Regions from separate parts of the Triticum aestivum genome. Here region 2 is linked to region 1. Evidence: chromatin contacts called from public Hi-C data. All regions are on one chromosome and are shown on one strand. Each heading gives the region's core, a stretch centred on a gene start, on an enhancer-like site or on the middle of the called end of the contact. The rest is flanking DNA. Distances are from core to core; before and after follow the strand shown. Region 1 holds the start of LOC123180767 (protein trichome birefringence-like 25). Region 2 holds the start of LOC123180768 (putative F-box/LRR-repeat protein 23).

Evidence for each region. Hi-C and Micro-C count contacts between places; a contact is called where the count stands out from the background.
Region 2: a contact with region 1 is called in a Hi-C map of leaf, with 4 times the contacts expected there. The contact joins the promoter of LOC123180768 here to the promoter of LOC123180767 in region 1. A contact is called at or near these places in 2 of 5 Hi-C or Micro-C datasets (both in leaf) and 1 of 1 datasets of contacts at active chromatin or transcription factors (leaf).

The regions. Positions count from the first base shown.
Region 1 is chr1D:140,032,698-140,039,271 of IWGSC CS RefSeq v2.1, reverse strand. It overlaps LOC123180767 (protein trichome birefringence-like 25), which reads right to left and starts at 2,440. Exons shown (of 3, transcript XM_044592900.1): 1 at 2,140-2,440. The coding sequence starts at 2,329.
Region 2 is chr1D:140,404,668-140,412,275 of IWGSC CS RefSeq v2.1, reverse strand. It overlaps LOC123180768 (putative F-box/LRR-repeat protein 23), which reads left to right and starts at 4,950. Exons shown (of 2, transcript XM_044592901.1): 1 at 4,950-5,351; 2 at 7,184-7,608. The coding sequence starts at 5,002. It overlaps LOC123180769 (proline-rich receptor-like protein kinase PERK1), which reads left to right. Exons shown (of 8, transcript XM_044592902.1): 2 at 404-946; 3 at 1,460-1,546; 4 at 1,664-1,734; 5 at 2,035-2,111; 6 at 2,263-2,410; 7 at 2,927-3,088; 8 at 3,245-3,836. The coding sequence ends at 3,565.

The sequences.
Region 1 (6,574 bases), core at 1,191-3,690:
TCACAGCAGCCATGTAGCATGTTCTTCTCCTCCAACGCTCACATGACCATTTGGAGGAACTCGCCATGCCGACCAACCACAAACCAAGAAAAGTACCGAACGGGGATTCACTCATGTACAAGAGTCCCCTAAATCTGGAGATCCGGATCCGGAGAGCCTGACCCTTGACTCGCCTACAACACCAAAGAGTGCGCCGTAGTGACAGAGGAGGAGGGGTCGGAGAGAATTATTCCTTGCCATTGTCGTCCTTGCCGCCGCTTCGACCTCAGCAATGGAAACAGTGAGAGGAGGAAGAGGGTGCTTCCTCAGCCACCTCTTGCTCGCCAAGCAGGAGAGAGTTCACGAAGCAGAGGGAAGTCATGAGGGGGTTTTCGTGATATATATTCAAGTGATTAGAGGGATATCCCACCTTTCATCTGACCCGTCGATTCTGAATCCGAGAGCTCGGATTGAAAGATTCCATGTTTGCACTGAAATAGAGTTTTCACCTGATACATTGCCGTGTTTATAAACAGACAAAAGGTATAGTGGGCAGATTGAATGGTGATATTTTCTATCTGAAAATCAAAATGATCTACATAATTGGTATCCTAATTACCCTTGAAAAGTAAAGCTAAATTCCTTTACAGCTCAGGATTTAAGAGATATCTTTCATATTAATATGAATTCCACGAGTTGTGACATTGGCAGGGGTGGAACCTATGAATAAAGATGTTATGACAACTAAGAATTCGTTTTGTTAGCACTTATATAAACGCATTCACCATTTTTTCCTAAGCCACAAATATGGCAAGCTGACATGGAAGATGTGGAACCTATGAGTGAAAATGTTATGACAAGTTATCAACTGAGGACTAAAAATTATTACTCCCTCCATAAAAAAATATAAGAGCGTTTAGATCACTACTTTAGTGATCTAAGCGCTCTTATATTTCTTTACAGAGGGGGTACTTTTTAGCACTTATCAAACATATAAATTTTATCCCTTTTCTTCCTAAGCCACAAATTTGGGAAGGTCTACAAAGGTTAACAAATTGAACTCAACTGTTACACTCATGATTATGCCGCCAAAAGTGTCAATAAACATTATTTACTACTACATCTGCCACAAAATGTAAGACGGTTTTTTACACTATGATAATGTCAAATGTCTTACATTTTGAGACAGAGGGAGTAATTTTTTTGGTGCCCACAAACATATACCCATTTCCTTATAAATATTTTCTATAAAATGAATAGCAAAGGAGCTGCTAACATTTAATCAAAGAAGTCAACTAGTAGCAATTTTGTCTTAACAATTGATCTGTGTCGAAGCTTGTAATATTTTTTTATGGGTGTAGCGAAGCAAAGCTTTTAGTATAATTGTATAGAATTTCATTCCCGTACTTTTTAACTCAAGTACATCACATGGCAGTATCTGAATTCTCGGTATTTTACATAAATATTTACCCGCTAGACGGGATTAAACCACCGGTTTCGTGTCTTACTTTCTATTCCATGCAAAAGCACACCTTAAAACCAAAATGTAGAATTCAAGTTGGCAATTGCCAATGGAAAACAAAACAAATACAACTGTCGTTATAACGACTCCTATGCTCATAAATAAAGGTTCAATGTTTCCAAACATGGAGGATAAGTAAAAGATCAACTTTTTATACTAGAAAGTACATACATCAAATGAAAATGCTCGAAACTGCTCCATTTTGTTCTCAGTCCCGTTCCGAGCTACCCATCGAACCGGGGGAAAATAACACTTATACCTAAAAATGATAGGGACCGATTTCCCCAGCATTCAAGATGCAACAGAACAATTAGGCTGTAAACGTGCAATCCCTATTCATCTGCAATCACCCAATATCTTTCTGAACTTTGTCTTATTAAGACCACAACAGGCGTTCAGGAACGATAGAGTAAAATTCCTATTTCACGGAACCAAAACATAAGTTCCAAGTTCCAACCTTGAACTCAAGAAAATACGGCGCAATTTCCAACAAACAAAAAATCACCAAAAACTACAGGCGAGACAAAATGCGAAACAATTCGCCCTCACTAAAACCCCCGACAAGATAAACCTAAACCCTACGAATCTCTTAACTTTCTTACTCAACTGAAACTAGAACTGGCAGAGAAATCCCGTACCTTCCTTGATATCCGGCGACAGAGACGAAGAGGAAGAGAAGGAGCAGAGCAGACGGAAGGAGACGCCGGCGAAGAGGATCCACCCGATGGCCTTGAGCCCTCCCAATCCCCACCCCCCTCCGCCTCCCTTGCGAGATCGAGGAGAGAACGGCAACGCCGCCCACGGCGACCACCTCGGGCCCAAGCCCATGGGGTGCTAGGATAATACTACTAGGATAGGATGGACCCCAGCTCGAGTGCCTGTGCGTGCGAGCCGAGCAGGGTAGGAGAGGAGGAAGGAGACACTGGGACTGCGAGTCGAGGACATCTGACCCTCTCGGTCTGGGCGTGTGGGAGTCCCATTGTGGGGCCTGCCACCATTCTCAGCCTCATCCGTCGCCTCCTTCCTGACCGGGCCTCGTGGCCCGTGACCTTAATTCCTACACAGCACCTATTTGGCGCTTTATTTTTTATTTTTTGAGAATTACCTATTTGGCGCTTCAGCGCCCATTATAGGTCATTTTACAAATGGGCGCACACTCTCCTGCGACCTGGACTGGCCCATCTAATTTTTTCTGGTTGTTAAAACGTAAAAAACTGTGAGCAGCCACATTCTTTTCATGTGACTACTTACCTCTTTTTCATTCTCTCAAAAAAAAACTTACCTCTTTTTCAACGGTGTCTAAGGAAAAAACATCTTTTTCAACGTTTTCTTCTTTCTTATTTCCTTTTTTATTTTCCCGTTTCAATTTCTCTTTTTCTTTCTTTTTCGATTTTCTTGTTACTTTTTCTCGTCTTTTCGAATGGTCTTTTTTATTTTTCGTCCTTATTCTTATTCTTATTATCTTCATTTTGTATCATTTTTTTTCTTTTGATAAATGCATGAACTTTTCTATTTTGCAATTTTTGGTAACTAAAAGAACTTTTCTTGAAATCCGTCAACTTTTTTTCAAAGTTGATTTTTAAAAATTCTCTAACCTTTTTTCAATATAGATGAACTTTTTATCATTGAAAATTTTTAAAAATTGATGAACTTCTTCAAAATAAAAACATATTTTTACAAATTCATGAACTTTTTTCAATATCAATGATTTTGTTCAAAATTGATGAACTTTATTCAAAATCGATGAACTTTTTTGAAATAGATAAACTTTTTCCAAATAGATGGAAATTTTTCGAAATCAATGAGAACAAATTTAAAATCGTGAACATTTCAAGTTTTTAAAATTTATTATCAAATTTGATGAAGTTTTTAAAAAATTGATGAAAAAATCAAATCAATGAAATTTTTCAAATTCATTAACTTTCTGAAGTTTGTGCAATTTTTTCAAAATCCTTGAACATTTTTGTATTTATGAAAATTTTGTTTTTCTGCGATTTTTTTGGATTTTTCCACATCGAAGAAGGAAGTTTTTTGTCTTTGGCAAACGAGCGAGCCAGCGTGCGTTTGTCCGGCCCAAGTGTGGCCGCGTGAGCGCCCTTCGCAACAGGCGCCTAAAGCGCCGTATAGGAGCTCCCTGATTCCTATTTGTCGTATTTTAGGGAAAATCCTTTTTGCCGCTCGCTGCGTCAAAATGTGGGGGTACCGCACACCTTGCATCAAGACCGGCCGGCCCGTTTAGAAGCACGCGCGTGTTCCAGGATGGTTTTCGGAACCTTCAGCCGGTTTTTCCGGTTTTAGGAACCTTCTAGCAAGTTCCTGAACTGGTTTTTTCTGTTTCTTTTTTATTTTTCTTTTCTATCTTTTTCATTTTTCTTTTTCTCTTTTTCCTTTCTTTCTTTTTTGTTTCCTATTTCAAGTTTATTTTTTGTGTCCAACAAATTCCCAGATATTTTAAAAATGTTCGTGTTTTACATTTTTGTTCACAATTCGACAATTTTGGGGAATTCCAAAAGAAGTTCCTATTTTCAAAATGTTGTGTACAATTTTTAAAAGTGCTCATGTTTTGAAAATTTCTTCGCAAATTCAAAAAATGTTAAGGAACTTCAGAAAATGCTCCCAATTTCTAATTTTGTTCATGAATTTGAAACTGTTCTTGTTATGAAATTTTTTTCACAAATTCAAAAAATGTTCGGAAACTTCAGAAAATGTTTCCAATCTCTAATTTTGTTCACGAATTAGAAACTATTCACAAATTCTAAAAATTGTTCATTTTTTCAGGAGTTTAAAAAAGTTCCAGTTTCAGATATTGTTCCTGTTTTCAATAAATGTTTGTGTTTTCAACATTGTTCATCTTTTTTTTTAAATCAAGAGTTTCAAAAAAGTTCCCATTTTCAAAAGTTGTTCTGGAGTTTAAAAAAATGTTTGTGTTTTCAAAAATTTCTACAGGAGTTTAAAATATTCATGTTTTCAAAAAATGTTTGTGATTCTGAATTATTCAAGTTTTTTTTTATTTCAAGAGTTTCAGAAAATGTTCCCATTTTCAAAATATGTTCCGGAGTTTAAAAAATATTCATGTTTTCAAAAATTGTTTGCTCTTTTATATTTTTTCGGGAGTTTAAAATGTTCCCGTTTTCAAAAAATGTTTGTGTTTCCAAAATTATTCGTGATTTCAAGAAAAAATTCAAGAGTTTCAGAAAATGTTGCCATTTTCAAAATTTGTTCGGGAGTTTAAAAGAATGTTTGTTCTTTCAAAAATTGTTCGCATTTTTATATTTTGTTCAGGAGTTTAAAATGTTCCTGCTTTCAAAAAATGTTCTATTTCTCCAATTTTTCTTGGAATTTCAAAATGTACCCGATTTTAATTTTTGTTCATAGATCCTAAAAATATTCGCACTTTTGAATTTGTTCGAAGTTTATAAAAATATTCCTGTTTGCAAACTTCATTCAAAGTTTTGAAAAAATGTTCCCGTTTCTTAAAATTGATCAATGATTAAAAAATGTTGATGTTTTTAAGAATAATCAAGATTTTCCAAAAAATATTTGACGTTTTAGAAAACTGTTTGAGTTTTAAAGAATTATTAATTGTCTGAAAAGGTTAGCATTTAAAATTTTTGCTTTTCTAAAATACTATTTACTATGTTTTAGAAAATCGGGTTTCAAAATAATATGCATGTTTGCAAAGAAAAGGTTGTGTTTGAACTTTTTAAAAAATGAGGATCTGTTGTTGGCATTCCTTCTTAAAGTTTTGCGTTGCTGTTTTAGTCAGTAACTGTTGTTAGGTCTAGTGGTTATGAACTATCTAGTGTAGCAGGAGTTCTACGGTTCGATCCCACTCCATTGCCTACAAATTTTTGCGGATTATTCGCCCGCTACCCGCTACAGTATCCGCACACACGCTATAGTATGGCACACCCTGATGGGCTGGCCCAGTCGGGCGGTCCCCTGTGCAAAGCCCCGACTGTGTGCCGCAATAAGCGGCACATAGGAGCTCCCGTATTTTAGGACTATGTCCACCTATTGCACAGGCAATCGACTTCGGTTGGCCCATTACATAGATTTAACATTTCAATTTTGGGAATATTACCGATTTTGGGAACTTCTAAAAGGTTTCCATTTTTCGTTTCTTACTAGTTTTTGGATTTAAGTTGTTTTTCCTTTTTCTTTTTATTTCTTCGCTTTTCATGTTCCTGTTTTTCTTTACTACTTTCTTTTTTCACATAAATTATAAATTTTCAAAATTATTCAAATTTCAAAAAATATTCATGTTTTCCAAAATATACTCAGAATTCCAGAAATTTTTTCGCGCCCCATTTGTAGTTTAGAGCCTCTGGGAATATATTGAAATCTTATTTGACAGTTTTCAACCATTTTGAATCTGGTTAAAGGCTCAATTTATTTTTAGTTTGAATCCCTTCTTTTGCGGAATGTCGTAAGTCCATATTTTAAGTATCACAAGTCCTTGCATCTAAACCTCGTGTATATCAAAACCTTCGTCCTCCTGCATCCATCAGCGATGCACCGTGAGCAAAACTCGATGACGTTTTGGTCCTCCGCCTCAAAGAAGCAAACTTGTGTAAACACATGAGCTTGTAGAAGCAGTGGCTAGTAAGTTGTCGATGTAGATCGTAAGACGCCAATGCCAAGGATGTGCTTAGTAAATTGCCACCCTATAGAAGAAGACCCAAAAAAGAGCTAGATACTCCAAAGACCATGAACGTTGATCGAATCCATACGGATCCATGGGGACCAAATTCGACTAGATCCAGAAAAATCCATTGAAGACACACCTTCACACGCTCTCCACATGCGCTAAACACACTGAATGGATCTGGGTAGGATGGGAAGGAAATTATTCATAAACTGGGGCAACGCCGCCTCCTCGACGTTCCGACAAAGACACAAAGACTCCGTAATGTCAGCCCAAACCAAGCTGCCCACGACATTGTACACCAAATCTGGCCAGAGGTCGAGCCCGCCTCCATCTAGGACCCCTTCTCCGGGAATCTCAGGATGTCGTCGACCCACGAAGCATCGCCAACGACGGCCACCGATCTAGAACCACCATCGACCAGC
Region 2 (7,608 bases), core at 3,701-6,200, 370 kb before region 1:
CTTAGGCACGGGTTAGGTGTGTTTAGCTGCATGTGCCGTGTCGTTGACGTGTAAGCACTTCGGAAAATTTCAATTTAGCTAGTGCCGCACCTGAATTTTACTAGTAGTAGTACTTCTCAATTGTCACGGCTCATCTAGGAAAATCCCTGTTTTTGTTACATTCAAATTATCTGTATGTGCTAGGCTATCGGTAGTGTTAAGTACTCCTAAATGATTGCATGATGGCATCATGCCTGTTGTCTGTGTTAGGTGTCATAATTTATTCTGTTCATCATTTCTTTTGTTTGGAACAGAAAAGCAATTGCATATGTTGCATCTCGATATCTTATGATGAGCTTAATTCTTCCAACTTGCAAAACGGAAACACTTTTTCTAATCCTAACAATATTCTGTCTTACTGCAGAGGATCATTATGGAGCAACATACCAGAATTGGCAGAATAATGCTCCTCCTCCACCTGATCATGTGGTTAAGATGCACCCATCACCTCCTCCGGCATATGCCAATCGTCCTCCACAGGCACCACCGCCGCCTCCACCACCTATGATAAACAGCAGCGGTGGGTCAGGTTCTAATTACTCAGGTGGTGAGATCCTGCCTCCACCATCCCCTGGCACCGCCCTTGGCTTCACGAACTCTAAGAGCACATTCACTTATGATGAGCTGGTGAGGGCAACCGATGGGTTCTCTGATGCTAATCTCCTCGGACAAGGTGGTTTTGGATATGTTCACAAAGGAGTGCTGCCTAATGGCAAAGAGATTGCTGTGAAGCAATTGAAACTTGGGAGTGGCCAGGGAGAGCGTGAGTTCCAGGCGGAGGTTGAGATTATCAGCCGTGTTCATCACAAGCATCTTGTGTCTCTGGTTGGTTACTGCATCTCTGGGGGGAAGAGGTTGCTTGTATATGAGTTTGTCACCAATAACACATTGGAATTCCACTTACATGGTATGCCTTATTGCCTCATTGATCTATCTTCTGTATGCATGGTTTATCCATGAGACGATAATAGCTGAGCGTATAAATACATCTATCCCACATCCCATAAAACAACAACTTTAGAAACACATCTATTCACATTTCACAAAGAAAATGTTAAAACTAGATAACAACTGAAACTATATGATTTAATTTTCTAGCTTGTTCCCTTTTACCATAGTAACTACTAACTTGTAAAATTGTCATTAGAAACTCTGCATTTGCGGGAAAGAACCAAGTAGAATCAAAAGCCCTTTGTCCATTTCGCTAGTTACTTTGTGTTTTACTTGGTTGAAATGGCAACAGACAGTAATATGCCCTATCATAGTGAAGTTCATGGATGAAGTTTTGTATCTCCTTCATTTTTTATTTTATTTTTTACTTCTAATTTGAGGCTTGTATGCTACAAGTTAGTCGCTATATGATATGTTATACGCCCTAAGTTTTGTTGCTGATTGTTAAGACTGCTTTCACCTTCCACAGGAGAAGGCCGTCCAACGTTGGAGTGGCCCATAAGACTAAGGATTGCCCTTGGTGCTGCTAAGGGTTTGGCATACATTCACGAAGATTGTGAGTTTACCACAATGTGTACCTTTTTTTGTGCAATTATATTTCAAAACTAGCATAGAAGATAGGCGTGTAACCAAAAACAGGTCCTTAAATAATGTTTGTTTTCATAATTGACAGGCCACCCGAAGATCATACATCGTGATATAAAGTCATCAAACATTCTTCTTGATTTTAAATTCGAAGCTAAGGTAGGTTATACTTCTCCATTTCTGCTTCCTTTCTATCGTGTCTGTTAACAACATTTGTTTAACCATTTATTTAATTTAACATTACCATCTTCATTAGAGTTCTGACATAAATAATTTACATGCTTTGGGAGTAAACATGTGGTGCAATTATCTTTGTGTATTTGTTGTTGAAATTTGAAATGCCATCTTAAGGTGTTTATTGATGTAGCTGTGTAGACAACAACTTTGAGTTTATCCAATTTCAGTGTCTTACTCGTTTTGTTTGTGCATAACCAGAGCTAATTGTAATCCTCTCTACAGGTTGCGGATTTTGGTCTGGCAAAGTTCACCTCTGATAACAGCACACATGTGTCAACAAGAGTAATGGGCACTTTCGGGTGTGTGATATGTTTAAATTTCTTTACGGGAAAACCCCTAGTTTGTGTCATTTATATTGTTTCAGTATTTTAGATAGAAACTGAATCATCATTCAATTTGCTATGCTGTAGTTGCAGTTACAGTTTCCTGAGACCTTTTTTATGGTATTAGGTATCTAGCACCAGAATATGCGTCTTCTGGAAAGCTAACTGAGAAATCAGATGTCTTTTCCTTTGGAGTGATGCTTCTTGAGCTGATAACTGGGCGCCGGCCTGTTGATTCAACCCAAACATATATGGATGACAGCTTGGTTGATTGGGTAAGTATTTTAATAGCCTACTTAAGTTTGGTGTTACCCATGATACTTCGACTAGATAAGTCAGGAAAGTTTGGTAGTTTCTTATGTACGTCAGGCAAGGGACATTTTGGGTACATGATCATTTTCATGATTTGTTTTTTAAAATGCTTTAATATTATGTGCTGTCATTGTCATTACTGATCATGACGTTTGTAGATTTAATATTATGTGCTGTAAGTACATTTGCATACTTATGTTTGAATGCTTTAAGAATACAACCTCGAGTCAAACATTGTTTTAGCTTTTGACTTATCATGGTCTTGTAGAAGCAAATTGCTTTGCTAGTTTTGATCATTGTATGTTAATAAGTTGTAAGAAACTATATGATCATTGAACATTTTTTTGACAAAGCTATTGTCTGTGTGTCATTTCTTTGTAGTCAATTTATATACTTCATTATCTGTAAGCCTTCTGTTAGAATCGTTTCTTCTATTGAATTAATGTTGTCGATGGAGTAACATATTTGACCATCTATAGGCAAGACCTTTACTGATGCGAGCACTTGAGGATGGTAACTATGATGAGTTAGTGGATGCTCGTCTGGGAAAGGATTTCAATCCTAATGAGATTGCCAGAATGATAGCATGTGCTGCTGCATGTGTACGCCATTCAGCACGTCGTCGCCCTCGAATGAGTCAGGTAACTTGTATATGAAAATCAATTCGACATCTACTTCGGGCATTTTAGATGTTAATAGAGCTGTAATCTGCTTATAGCACAATAATGCTTTCAGCCCTTAGTATTGTGGCTACAAGTGAGAATTATGTGGTTGCTCATACCTGATATGATTGCCAGGTTGTTCGGGCCTTAGAAGGTGACGTCTCTTTGGAGGATCTTAACGAAGGTGTTCGGCCTGGTCATAGCCGCTTTTTCGGATCATACAGCAGCTCTGACTATGATTCTGGGCAGTACAACGAGGACATGAAGAAGTTCAAGAAGATGGCCTTTACGACGAATGACTACACGAGCAGCCAATACAGTGCGCCGACGAGCGAGTATGGTCAGATACCATCTGCATCAAGCAGTGAGGGCCAACAAACTCAAGAAATCGAGACAGGGACAATGAAGAAAGGTGGCCACAGTGGCTACAGTTCAGGATACAGCGGGCCGTCGTGAGGGAATTCTTTTTTACCCCCCCTTTTTTGACTTTCTCGTCGATGCAATTTGTAAAGTCCGGTTGAATTTATATGCTGACTTGACTTGTGTGCGAGGAAGGGATGTTTGACCCAAGTATAGCTTCTGGTAGCTGCAGCCGTTGATTCTTTCATATGTTGTTGACCGATCTGCCCACCGCCGTTTGCTATGTAATTCAAAGAGCTAATTGAGTGCTGTACTGTTCATACCCACTCAGGGTTGAGTAAGAGTAACCCAACGATTCTTTTTACCACTTGCTCGCGTGCCTTTGATGCGTCTCTTTTACCATGCGCGGCAACTTACATCATTATGGGGGCTATCTTATTCTTATCTTATTGTTGAGTGTGGATAGAATATGTGCTAGGCAGGATGCAACTTGTGAGTTGTCTTGCAAGCCAAATTCCGTGAGCTGTTCTTCGGAAGCACGGAACATGGACGACGGGACAGCTCACGGGAGGAGGTTGTCACGCGTTTCTTTCCAGTTACCCAGGGATGGCTCGCGACGCGTGACCCTCCTCCAGGTCCCAGGTTTGGAAGGAAGCCAGCGCAAGGCAACGCAACGCAGTGCAGGTGTGTGTGAGGTGTTGGGGGTGGGAGGTTGAGTAGTAAAGGTGTCAAGATTGGAAATGTCGGTCCAGGCTGTACTACTAACCGTTGCTGGGTTTGGCCGGTGGCTCCCTCGTCGTGTTCTCTCTCCCGGTGGCGTGTTCTGCTTGAATGATTCCATCTGACGGTTTGCTCGGGATAGACGAACCTAGCAACCTGGCCTCACTGTCATCATCCCTGTTGGATAGACTGTCCGATCTTCTCTGGCAAATCATTGTTGGACTGCCAGCAGGTGGCAACATCTACTCCAAGTCACCTATAACCTAAAAAGAAAAAACAAGGGTTATAAGGGCATCTCCAACGGCGTTCTGCAAATCGGGCTCGTCGTCCGTCCCTCGACGAGAATACAGGAGCCGGCCACCCAACCACATGGCCGAAACGTCCACCCGCATTTCAAATGAAAATTGAACTAGAAGGACAAATTTCATGCAAACTGAACCTAATTCATACAAAGTTCAACATATTACATTAAAATTCATGAACTTTTTTTAAATTTCACAACATTTTTTTTTGTGTGCTATCAACAATTTTTTGAATCAAGCTATTTTTTTTACATTGCATTAAGCTAATATGTTGGTTTTTTTAATCAAGATAAATGTTTTACATTGCATTAATTTTATGTTTTTAAACATATGTATTCACAATATTAAAAAAAAAAGAACGATGGAAAAAACTGGGGAAAGAATAACTTACTTGCAACCTTAGGCTGGCCCATTTATAGCGACGGCCTGACGCGAGTGCACGCTCCGTCATAGGCCCACGCCCCACCCCTAAAAAAAAAGAACATAGGCCCACGCCCCACGCCCCACGCGATGTCCTCCTTCCCCTCCCGCCGTCGCCGCCGGCCCCGCCGCTGCGGCGAGGTGCGGCCGTCCGCGGATTGGGCGGATCTGCCTATAGACGCGCTACTGTCGGTGCTCCAATACCTGGAAACCATCGAGCTCATGGTGGGCGGAGCGGGGCGAGTATGCCGCTCCTGGCGCCGGGCCATACGCAATGAACCCGAGCTCTGGCGCCGCATCGACATGCGCATCCACAAATATCACAACTACCGGATTGACGAAGGCATGGCGAAGGAAGCCGTCCGGCGGGGGTCGGGCCGGTGTGAGTCCTTCTGGGGCGAAGACGCCACCGACCACTTCCTCCTATTCCTCACCGAGCAGTGAGATTTCTTTATTTCTCCCCTCCCCTCTCGATGGAAGATTGGGCTTCATGCCTGGCTTCGATTTTCCTTATTCTGCAATTAGGGTATTGTAGATAGATCATTAGCGCAACTTATGATTTACTAGTCGCGTGCATTTTTCTTAAGCTGCTACGGCAGGCAAAAGCACACGACGGCTATAGGACGTAGCGCACGACACACAAGGATCAGGGAAGCAGAGGAAGAGAACTGAAATGAGAACTAGAAACGAGCTACAACAAACAACCACCACCAAGAGCTCAGCAACCATCGCCATTAGATCAGACCGAGAAACTAGCATAGTTGGATCAGTGGAAAGGAAATCTGACACCGAGAAGACCCAGAGAAGAAGTCGCTGCCCCTGGGATCACTCTTCACCTTCAAGACATAGGAGAGTGTCACATCTATTGTCGAAGGGCTTCCCACCACCTAGCCACGTTGTGACAAAGAGAGGCAATGATCTGCCGAGACAGCCCCTGCACCTCCTCTTGGCCACCCCATGGCCACCATCATAAATAGAATGAACTAGAGCCCTATGCAAGGCAACGAAACCTCAAGCGCAATCGAAGGTCACTGAACTTTGAGACATCACCAACGTCGCGAGCACTCATGAGAGGCACTCATGAGAGGAGGTCGATCAACAACACCAGGATGACCAAGGCACCCCAGACGCCCCAAGAAGTGCCAGCAAACCAACCGGGACCCCTAACGACCGACCGCAAATCAACGGCTCGAAGGCGACGCCCCCAAGGGGGAAAATGACATCGATGGCGTCTTTGTCGTTGGATCCAATATGGATCTAAGGCTTTTGCCCGGAGCATACCATGGAACAAAGACGGAAGCTTCTCGATGACACCTCCGAGGAAAAAATGTGGCCCATAGGTGTCGCCGTCATTGTTGCCGACTAGGTCGGCACAAGGCTTTCGTCCGAAGCATCACGTTCCCACCTCACCGCATCACACTCGCCGCCGAGTCCTGCAAGCACATGAGCGCGAGACCTTCCCCACCTCTTGCTGCTCGGCGGCGAGTATCCTCGCTGGATCGAACAAGATGGCCACCTTTGATGCAAGCAAACCTGGCTTTGGTTCGCATTCAAGTTTAAAGAGAATCCGCTCTATATAACAAGAAATTTGCATTCAAGTTTAAAGAGAAACCGCTAGTCCGCTCTTATATAACAAGAAACGAATTTAGAACCCTTGAACCCCTTGCAATTGGCCTGCAGAAACCAAATGGATTCCTTCATCAGTATATATAAAATAAAACTAAGATGCACTTAAGTACCATAATTGAACTATACTGTTTGACATAGAGAATAATCGTTCTTACAGAAGAAACAAAAAAGAACCAATCGTCTTGTGAAAGAAGTTTGCCTAGATTGGCTGTATGCTTTCATGTTGCTGGCTTGCTGCTCTTATCTCTGGATATTCCATAGGCTGGCATGAATGGATGACTGCAGAGCACAGTCATCATTTCCAGCAGTGTATTGAATACTGATGCTGCATGTTTCTTTGGTGAGAGGAGGAGATCGCATTATCATGTCGTAGCAGTGCATGGAAATGAGTGCCTTATCATGCAGCATTAAGTTCATATTTTGCACATGTACATGGAAACAGAAGTAGCAAACTGCCTTTTATTCTTTGCTTCAACAGATACCATCACTTAGCCCCACTTCAGTCAGTATGTCCTTAGCTTACATAGCAGCTTTATGTTCTTTCCCGGCAGTTTGATCTATTTCGTTCCTTCTATTAGCTAGCTGTTCTTCCAGGACAGTACAATGGATATTGGTTATTAACATCAAAGCTCTCTGTTTCCAGGGCACCATCTCTAAAGAGCCTTCGCCTCATATCTTCTAAGCACATCACTAACGAAGGGTTGTTGGCGGCACTTAATAAGTTTCCTGTGCTTGAGGAGCTTGAGCTTTCACTTTGCAAACATGTTTTCGGAAAGGTATACGAGGGTATTGGCATAGCCTGTCCACGCCTCAAATGTTTAAAGGTCAGCTATCCTTGCTTCTATAGCATCGAAGATATCGAGTATAACAAGGATGAGGAAGCTCTGGGGATTGCAACAATGTTTGTGCTACGCTCCCTTCAACTGTTTGGCAGCGAACTCACCAACGCAGGATTGGCAACAATCCTTGATAACTGCCCTCACCTTGTGTATTTGGACGTTCGCCATTGTTTCAATATCCACATGGACATCACCCTGCGTGCAAAGTGTGCTGGAATAAAGACGATGA